2 separate regions of the Mus musculus genome follow, and region 1 is linked to region 2. A link is a contact called in public Hi-C data. All regions are on one chromosome and are shown on one strand. The core of a region is the stretch at or near the end of the contact, and the rest is flanking DNA. Distances in the headings are between cores, read along the strand shown.

Evidence for each region. A called contact is a pair of places that touch in the nucleus more often than the background predicts.
Region 1: a contact with region 2 is called in a Hi-C map of the N1E-115 cell line, with 1.7 times the contacts expected there. The contact joins the enhancer-like site here to the promoter of Slc6a12 in region 2. A contact is called at or near these places in 2 of 39 promoter capture datasets (both in embryonic stem cells), 4 of 484 Hi-C or Micro-C datasets (the N1E-115 cell line, cerebellar granule neurons, embryonic fibroblasts and 1 more), 1 of 115 datasets of contacts at active chromatin or transcription factors (embryonic stem cells) and 1 of 9 other capture datasets (pancreatic islet).

Annotation. Positions count from the first base shown.
Region 1 is chr6:121,455,782-121,460,242 of GRCm38.p6, reverse strand. All of the region lies in intron 1 of Iqsec3 (IQ motif and Sec7 domain 3), which reads left to right. Among named protein-coding and RNA genes, the nearest start is that of Iqsec3, 16 kb to the left of the region's middle. Within about 2 kb of position 3,017, at least 6 of the 459 cell types and tissues checked have an H3K27ac peak or open chromatin away from gene starts, as enhancers often do. A contact at or near this core is called in the N1E-115 cell line, where this site is marked.
Region 2 is chr6:121,341,214-121,346,130 of GRCm38.p6, reverse strand. Slc6a12 (solute carrier family 6 (neurotransmitter transporter, betaine/GABA), member 12) reads right to left here and starts at 3,557. Exons shown (of 16, transcript NM_001381903.1): 1 at 3,515-3,557; 2 at 3,026-3,081.

The DNA.
Region 1 (4,461 bases), core at 1,768-4,267, 110 kb before region 2:
TAGATTTAGTAAGAGATTCTCAACCGGGATCCCACTCTATTCCAGGCAGTTTTGGAAATGCATACGGACATCCCAGAACTCTAAGTGGCTGACATACCTGCTGGGAGATAAGTCTCAGCCAACCTTTAGTGGGTCAGGGCCCACTGTGGCTGCATCCCCCACAGGATGCTGTGGAGCATCCTGTAGTGCCCAGTGCAGCCTACATGACGACGATCTCTGCCAACGATACCAGTGCTTCTAGTCCAGGGAATTAAGGCCTGTCATGAAGTGTTGAGAAAAATGGACCCATAGGATAATGTTGAGCAAAGAATCCTTATAAAGAACTTGGAATGTTGAGTTGAGAAGACATTGGAGAAGAGAAGAAGACAGAAACAGAGAGTTTAGGTAGGAGGTTTGCACTGCGGTGGCTAGGACAGAGGGAGTGGCAGTAAACGCGGCGCTGGGCTGTCCAGTAAGTAGATTAACATGGTTTACATCAGGGGCTTGTCTCACAGACCAGGCCACACACCCCCGCAGCCAGCCCCTCTCCAGGCACTGTGGCTAGAGTTGACAGACCATCTGCTGTGGGCTGTGGCGAAGGCTGTAGTCAGTCACATTGGACTGCCTGAGGAGGGAAAGGGAAAGAAAAAGGAAACACAGGCAACCAAAATTGTAGGCACTTAAGTCTACTTACCGTGTGGCACTGGATCCTCAGAAACCTTAACAAAGAAACCTCACTTGGCCTAGAGGGACTGAGAGCTCTTCAGAACCCTGCAAGGGCTGCCTGTCTACCACATTAGTATTTCCCAACTCTCTTGCCCCAAATGACAAAGCAGCACGGTGCCCTTCTTAAACCTAACCTTACAGCATGCGCCTGAGAGAGACAGAGATTGGGGATGAGTTCAAGGGTCGAACCAAAGTCATCAGAAGGGCATGTGTTGAAATTCAGACAGGTGAAGGTTGAGAGGTCCAGCAGACCCTTTGGGGGTGGGTGGGGATGGGGGTCAGGGTTGGACATTGAGTGGGCCTCTGGGTGGTCTAGAAACAGAAACTTGAGTTGGCTTTTAAGTCCTGGAGACTGAACAATACCGATAACTAAATGAGAAGGGCTGGGATGGGAGACTAAAGAGAACCAGGGGCAGACTGCTGGCACACACCAGTGCTGGGAAATGGGGAGGAGCTGAGATGCAGTAGGCAAAGGTGGGTAAGAAAAGCTTAACAAACCCCAGGAATTGCCACAGAGGCTGCTGCTGCCAATGTGGCCTTCCTTGCCCAGCAGGACAAGGAGAAACTGACCAATGCCTTCAGCAATATTTAAGCAATTGTTATCTGAATGGCAAACATGATTCGGGTGAGCTTCAGGGAGAAGGGAGAGGGGCTTAAGAGAAAAAGCAAACCTGATGCAAAGATGCAGCAACGTGTGGGCCTGGTTTCCTCCGGATTTAAATGAAGCAACTGGAAAGAGACATTTTTAAGGCAACCAGGGAAATTTACATGCAGACAAGGTATTAGCAGAGATTAGAGAATTACCATTAATTTAAGTAGGTGTGATAATGATACTGTTATTATATCTCTTAAAAGTTCTCACCGGTTAGAAATGCATGCTTGAATAAAATGATGTTATTTCTGGAGTTTGTTTTAAGGAGGAAAAAAAAAAAAACTCCACCAAAATACAGGGATGAAGATTAGCCAGCAGTGTTTGAAGTTTCCCGGGCAAGGAATGTAAAAGGAAGATAGGATGTAGAGGATTGCATAGAGTGTGTGAAGCGATCTCTTTGATGAATTTTGCCATGAAGAGTTGTGAAAACTGGGGTGACGGAGGCGCTGCTCTTCACAATGGAGGGAAGCGTACTCCTTTCAGCAGCATGCCAGGCAGCTTCGTGTACTGGCCACCCACTGCCAGAAAACTCCCAACCCAAGCACTGCAAAGCAATCAGCAAAGACTCCCGGAGGAAAGTAATTGTTTAATCACTGTAAGTGCACAGGAAATGTGAGCTTGCACTTACCACGGGGTGGGCACCGCCGTATAAATGCCCTACAGACTTTCTCTCAATATGTCCTAGTAAAATGTAATGAGTCTGCTCCATTCCACAGCCCGAGCCACATGGGGTTGCTCTTCGGATTGAAATCCAGGCAGCGGCTCTGGTGTTGAGAGCCTCTCTTCTCCCCCCTGCCTCCTGTGGATGACTACAGTCGCAAGCATCCAAGCTTCCCAGAGAAGGTTTTGCAAAATGCACCTGTCTGGGTCTCTGCCCTAGACTTGGTCACAAGGGGATGCTTTTAGAAGGGGTTCAAATTAAGCCCTGGGATTCTGATGCCTCTCCCTACTTACAAACCACTAGAGCAGCCGGATATATTCATTGGCCAGCACATACTCCCTAATTTCATGCATGGAACAAGGCTAGAAACCCAGTGCACGGCTGAGTAGGAAAAGGGAGTGGAGAGAAGGAACAGAAGGTATGTCTGCTGGGGATGGACAATTTTATGTATGTTCCTCGGGGAGGAGTCAGTATCTATTGAGGTAGACTGTGGTCTGTTGAGAACCTCCTGCGTGCCAGGCTCTGCTGCTGTCATTGGCACTGGGGACTCACCAGCAGATCACAGGGTCTGCCATTGTGTATGCCGTGAGATTCAGGGGAACCTGTGAAGGTGTCGTTTTAGCTCATAAGAACGGAAAGAGCTGTGCTGTTAGGCAGGACCCCCCGGGGAGGTGACATTTGAGCAGAGGAAAATTAAACCCTACAGTAGAAAACAGGTGCTGGGCTTGGCTGCTGTCATTGGAATGGCCCGACTTGAATCTGCACCAACACCTTTCTATAGGGAAAGAAGCCCATGCAAAGACCCTGGGCTATAGGACAACCGTGTGCTCTAAGGAAAAAAGAAGGAAAGGAGAATATAGAAACCTATTGAGGTGACAGCGGGAAAGAAGAATGGAGCAGGGGTTGGAAAGGGGATTTTTTTTGTGGGTGGAAGACTCATGGGAAGTCAGGGGGTGGCTGAGCAGAGGAGTGATGTCATTCAGTAGCATATTAAACAGCTGAAGGGCTCAGAGCCAAAGAGAGAGGTCACTCACTGCTATCCCAGACTCAGTCCTGAAGTATTTAATTTCTGCTGGGCATGGCATTTATGGGCATTTATTACCTCGTTTATCCACATGGCCCTCGTGGTAATGTATCACTATCCCTACTCCTCAGAGGTAGAGTTTGATTGACAGAGAAATTAGGGTGACCTACCCAAGGCAGCAGAGAAAAAAGGAAGAGCTATCTTTTGGCCCTGCACACAAGCTCTGTAGTCTGTTAAAGCCTGGCGTAGCTGTCTCAGTCTTAGGGAAGAGTCCCTCTTCCCCAAGCAAAGCCTAGTCTGGGACATAAACCAGTGTTTTGGGACAAAAAGACTGGTGGCACCATGCCCATATGACAGTTGTTCATGTTGTTATAGCTGTGAACTTGGCCGTTGGTCAGCTTGTCTCTGTCATGCCAGGCAGGGCTGATAAATGTCACCCACACGTAGCCACAGGGTAATGGCTTACAGGTCATCACAGAATTTTGACAATGTCCATGGTGTGTATGGTAAAGAGGGTTCATGTAGGTGGTAAAAAAATCCTTGGTTTGACCTCAGTGTACCAGGTAACACAGGTAACACGTATGAACATACAGGGCTATGTGTGAAAATGTGGACATGTGAAGCTACATATCCGTGTGTATGTGTGTGTGTGTGTGTGTGTGTGTGTGTGCACATGTGTGTATGTGCATGTGTGCATGTGCGTGCGCGCACACGTGTGTATGCATATGTGTGTGTGTTTGTATGTATGGATCTCTGCTCTTTGAAACGGGTGTGCACAAGTAGGTTGAGTGTTCCATTATGACTGATTTATCAGAAGAAAGTAGGTGCTCCATGAGCCTACAGGTTAGGTGCATACTGTGAGCAGGGTTAGCGCTTAGAGGTCGGGTAAAGCTATGAGACAGGTGATTGGCTGGGTGAGGTCCAACGTTTTTGTCTAATTCTAGAGCTTTTTCTATGGAAGACATAATCAAGGCTCTTCCATTCACAGCCCAGAAGCCATTCACGCCCACCCCCACCCCACCCCCACAGAGGCCCGGAGTAGGAGAGTGGAATATAAGGGACACCAGAGACAGTGTGAGGTTATGCAAGAGGCACAGCTGAAGTCTTAGCCGTGGGTCCTCAGGAGGTCATCAGACCTCTCTTAACTCTGGTTTTCCATCGTCCAAATGACACCAGTGCATAATTATAGTTATTAACATAATGTATTAACCAGGCTGTGCTATTAAGACTATATTAAGCACGGAGCTCTTCTTAGGACATGACCACTGCACAAACGCAGGTCTCATTGTTGGCCAGACTTGACGGTTCCTGAAGACATGTGCACAATTGAAGGAAGGTGAGTTTTAGGTTCCTGCAGTTCTGGTGCTGAGCAGCAGGCCTCAGGGTGAAGCTCAGGGTGAGGCAGCCTCTGGAGCTGCC
Region 2 (4,917 bases), core at 2,308-4,807:
GGAAATGCCAAGAAGGAGGTGCCTAGACCTTCGGGGAAGCCCTGTCCATTGGTCCTCACCTCCAGGGACACTCAGGGAATCAAATGACCAGGCCTAGCATGTACCCTATACTCCTCCAGGACACAAGGGAGTCTTTTTATGAAGGAAGACTCTATGTTTATTTGTTGGTCCTTTTAACCCAGGCAACAGCCCAAGCCTGGGTCCGTTAGAAAGGCGTGGGCAGAAACCAGCTACAGTTGTGGAAAATTTTTGAAGGTGATTTGGAGGGTGCAGGCTATCCCAGGAATGAAAAAGCACGGCAGGGTGAGGTTCTGGTATTGGGATATTTTCAGTTTCTCACTGCCAGCTCTGGGCAGGAGAAGCATAAGGAGACACATAAGCTGGTGCAAACTCCAGGCTCCAGCACAGCCCCTTGGACACAAGAGAGAAAGATGAGGCAGGGAGGAAGGCTCCAGACTGCAGAAACAGAGCCAGCGGAGCAGTCAGTGAGGCTTGAACCCAGCCGGAAACTGTTGGCACCCTGCAGAGTGACCCCTTAATCACGTCCAAATGATAAATGACAAACAAATCAAGACCTAATGAATGAGCTGAAAACACTGTTGCAAAAGCACCAGACAGGAAGTCAAGTTCACTCAGACTTGCTAATTACAACAAGGAAAGGTCAACTTTTGAGTCATCACGGGACTAAAGACACAGGGTTTTTAATATCTGCTATCAAATCCCATCCTAACAGTCTCAGTACTGTTAGGCCTACGTTATTGATGAGGAAGCGAGGCTCAGGGATGGGGAGCAACACCTGACCCACAGCGCATGCTCAGTGCTCAGTTCAGTGGCTCTTCAAAGGCTGAGCCCAAAGAGCAGCTAGTAGGAAGGGCTCTTGCTTTGTGACTTAGGCAAATGATACCTCCTCAGTGAGCTTTAAATCTCCTAGAGAGAATGACCCTGTCTCCATTGGGTAGCGGCAGAAGGGGAGGATAAAGGTGAAGAGATGTGAAAAAGACCATATAGGTCGCCTTTGCTTGCTAAGCCATGGGATAGCGGGCTCGGCAAGCCCCACCCACGAGGAAGCCTGAGGGAACCTGCAGAAGACAAACCTTCCACTCCCCCCACCACTCGCAGCCATTGCAAGATGAACAGAGGGAGAGGGGATGATCTGGTGGGAAAAGGAGTAGATGAAGAATGCATGATGGGAAAGATGAGGGGGGAGGGGTCAGGGGAGCACACCCAGAACCCTGTCCAGGCCTGAGACTGAGGTTTATCAAGGAAAAGAAGGAAGAGCAGGACCTGAGAGTGTGAATAGCCATAGGCCATTTTATAATTTTCTATAAATAAATATAATAAGTATATTTATACAAATTATATTTCTATTTATATAAATATGCTAATATATAAACATTATTGATAATATTGATATGATATTATTATATAAATTTATATAAATATATAATGAAAATAAGAATAAATATAAATATAATTTTCTATAAATAAAAGATTGGGCATGGGGAGATGGATCAGCCGTTAAGAGCACTGGCTGCTCTTACAGAGGATCCAGGTTCCACTCTCATCACCCACATGGTGATTCATAACTGCCTGTAACTTCAGTCCCAGGGGACTCCTCTTCTGGCTCCCTCAGTCGCCAGACATGTAGTGTGCAGAGACACACACAAAACATTCAGACACATAAAAATAAACAAATAAAAATTCTTTAAAACGTTTTCGAGAGGAAGAGTGGAACCACAGAATAAAAACAAAGGCAGGCAAAAGGAGAGGTGGCTCAGAGCCACGGTGAGCAGGGAGGAGAGAGGGCTGAAACCACAGCACTGGACAGCTATGTTAGACTAGGGGAAGGAATGTCCAGGAGAACGTTAGCCGTACAAACACGCTGCACAGGGCCCCTTTTCTCTCTATTCTTCTTATGGGTCAGATAGTGAATATCATCTGCGTGAGAACTCCAGATCTCAGAATCGAAGCAGGACAGTAAAGTTCCAGCCCAGCCCAGCTCCACACCAACAGCAAATAAATTCAAAAACACAGCCTCGGCCCCCAGGGTCCCTCCCCCCCGCCCCACCTCTAGTCTGTTTGCTAGGAATGATTCTGTGACAGCAAGGACAACTCGTTCCCCTTCGCAAGCTCTGTTACCTCCACAGCTACAGATCTCCTCTGCAGGCTGTCCACCCGCTTTGCTAGGCTGAGCAAGGGGAAGGGGAGGGACTTCACCATACTTGGGTGCCCTTGAGCCAATCCTGGGTTCTGTCTTCAAAGGACCAGCAAGTACAGTCTTAACTCTCTCCTCAGGAGCTGGACAGATTAGATGGAAGCCCACTCTGGTTCTAGGAAACACCTCCAGAAACCCTCCCCGCCCCACATACTGCTAGGGTTCAACCCAGGCACCACCGCTCCCTTCCCTAAACGAAAGAGACCCAGTCCCACTTCAGCCCATACCCACATACCAGCACCCACCCCTGAACACACCGATGCCATTCCGTCACGTCCCTCTGCACACACATACCTGTGTGCATGGCCCCAAAGCCTGGCTGCTCGTAGCCCTTCACACCTGGTAGGCAGCTGCCCTCCACAGTGGCAGCCCACATCTTCTCCAGCTCCCTCTCCTCAGACCCAGTCCCACCCAAGCTGGTGCCCCGCTTTCTGCTCTAGCCCTAGCTGACCAAGAGGCAGGCGCCCCCAACCTGTGAAGGTAGTTCCAGATCCATCCACTCACCCTTCCTAGCTCTGAAAACTGACTGCCCTCCCCTGGCAGGCAGATGGCCCGCCTCCTCGGGGCCAGTTCCCCATCTGTGAACTCTCCTTACTTACTGGGGCTTGTCCCTGAGCAATTTCATTATGTGGCTAGTGAGGATGGCATCAGACTCCCTGTGGCCTCAGGGGACCGCAGCTCCCTGCTTCCTGCCCAGACACACAGTTCTGCTGGGTCTTGCCTCTGCCCTGAGCCTCAGCTCTCCAGACTCAGGGGTACAGAGGCTATGATAACCAGACTGCGCGCTCTGCGCATGCTCTTCCCACTCACCTGGTCTCTCAGCCCAGCTAGAACTCCTGCTCCAGAATGAGTAAGCGTCTCCAGACCTGGAAGAGGAATTCTCACCTTCAGTACTCCTGCTCCTCCCCCCCCCAACCCCCCCTCCCGCCACAGCCCCACCCACCCAGTGGTCCTGAGACGGATGGCCAGACCAGGGAAGGGGGGCTGTAGAAAGTGAAGGGACAAAATACCACAAGCAACAAGAGAGATTGAGAAGTCTATAAGCCTAGATTACACCATCCACCCTCAGGGAACGAAACCTCATGACCCTGTCTCTCTGTCCCCTCAGGGCCCCTCACTCCTGACTAGTGTCTTCCCAGTGGGCACTATCCAGAAGAAGCCCCCAGAACCTTGTTGAACAGCTGCCTCAGGCAGCCCTACCTCCCTGACCTCTCTCCTCCTGCTCCTGGCCCTTCGCCCTTATCCTCACCTCCACCCCAACTACCGGCTCCTTCTTAGGCAAGGTACAGCCCCTCTTACCAGAGCAGTGGGATGGGAGCCACCAACTTTCAGGCTGGACACTGAGGACCTTGGGAGGGGAGCTGGCCTCAGTGACGAGGGCATGGGAGGAGGGTGAATCACAGACTGGAGTTTTCCACCAAGTACCTGCAAAGCTCGAGACCTTCCCAGCCACTGCCTTCTCCTTGGGATTTTCCTAGAGAAGTCTCCAGAGCCTGCATATCCCAGGAAGGCAAATGCAAATAGGATCCAAGGTTCAGCCCACCCACCCAGACCCTTATCATGGTCTCCCAGCCAAGGAAGACTCTGAGCCTCAGTTTCCCGCTTTGGAAAGGTGGATAATGGGTGCTTTTCAAGGTTGCTGTGGAGGGTTAAAGTCAACATGGCTGTGCTGGGAAAATCACAGGTTCTTAAGGACAGTTGTCAGTATTTGTTGCAGGCTCCGGTGGGGGTTCTGGGATCCAGATACTCAGATTCTGCCCAGCACAGCACCACAAACCAAAGACTCCTCCGGAACAGCCTGGCGGCTGTCAAGTGTGCACACCCATGGGGAATGTGTGTGCCCTCAGCAATGATGGGAGGATTTTTCCAAAACAGGGTTCTCTGGGCAAGTCTTCACAGCATGGATACGAAAAAGCCTGTGGCCTCTGGAAACATCAAGATGTTTCTTCAATGCCGAGTGGGATGGAAACAGGGGAAGTTGTGGGGAGAAAGGGAAATTTCCCTTTGTGTGGACTTCCCCTTTATCTGCTAAAAAATGTCTTAACAGTGGAGGGTGTGAAGTGAGATTGGCGGTCTGTAATTTTCCATTGGCACCCCACTCACCATCCCTCAGGTCCCCCCTGGCCTCTGTTGCCCATCAAGGAAAACCAGAATGAGTCTGGCCTTTACAAGCTGGGGACCAGCTCTGGAGGGAAAAGAGTCACGGTCTGCCGCAAGCTGCCCACTTCTCACCCCCGTGCCCAGCTGGCATGGTGCAACCTGCCCTGCCTGCTGGGTCTGCTCTATGCCTGCACGCTGGGCCCACCATCATGACCTCCAGTACAGCAGTTCTCATCCTGTGCATTGTGACCTCTTTGTGGGTCACACATCAGATATCCTGCATATCAGATATCTACATTACGATTGATAACAGCAAAACTACAGTTACGAAGTGGCAATGAAAATAATGTTATGGTTAGGGGCGACCACAACATGAGGAACTGTGTTAAAGGGTCACAGCGTTAGGAAGGTTGAGAGACACACTGCTCTGCTGTTTCTTACACAGGAGATACCAGGGTCTACAAAAAACAAAAGAGCCGGCTTTGGCAGCCCTTCTGCCCAGTGAGTAAAGTCGGATTTTACCTAATCCTTCCATCTCTTTCCCCTGGCTACTTCAGACCCTTGTCTCCCTCTCTTAACATTGGTTCCCCCCCCCCCCAAAT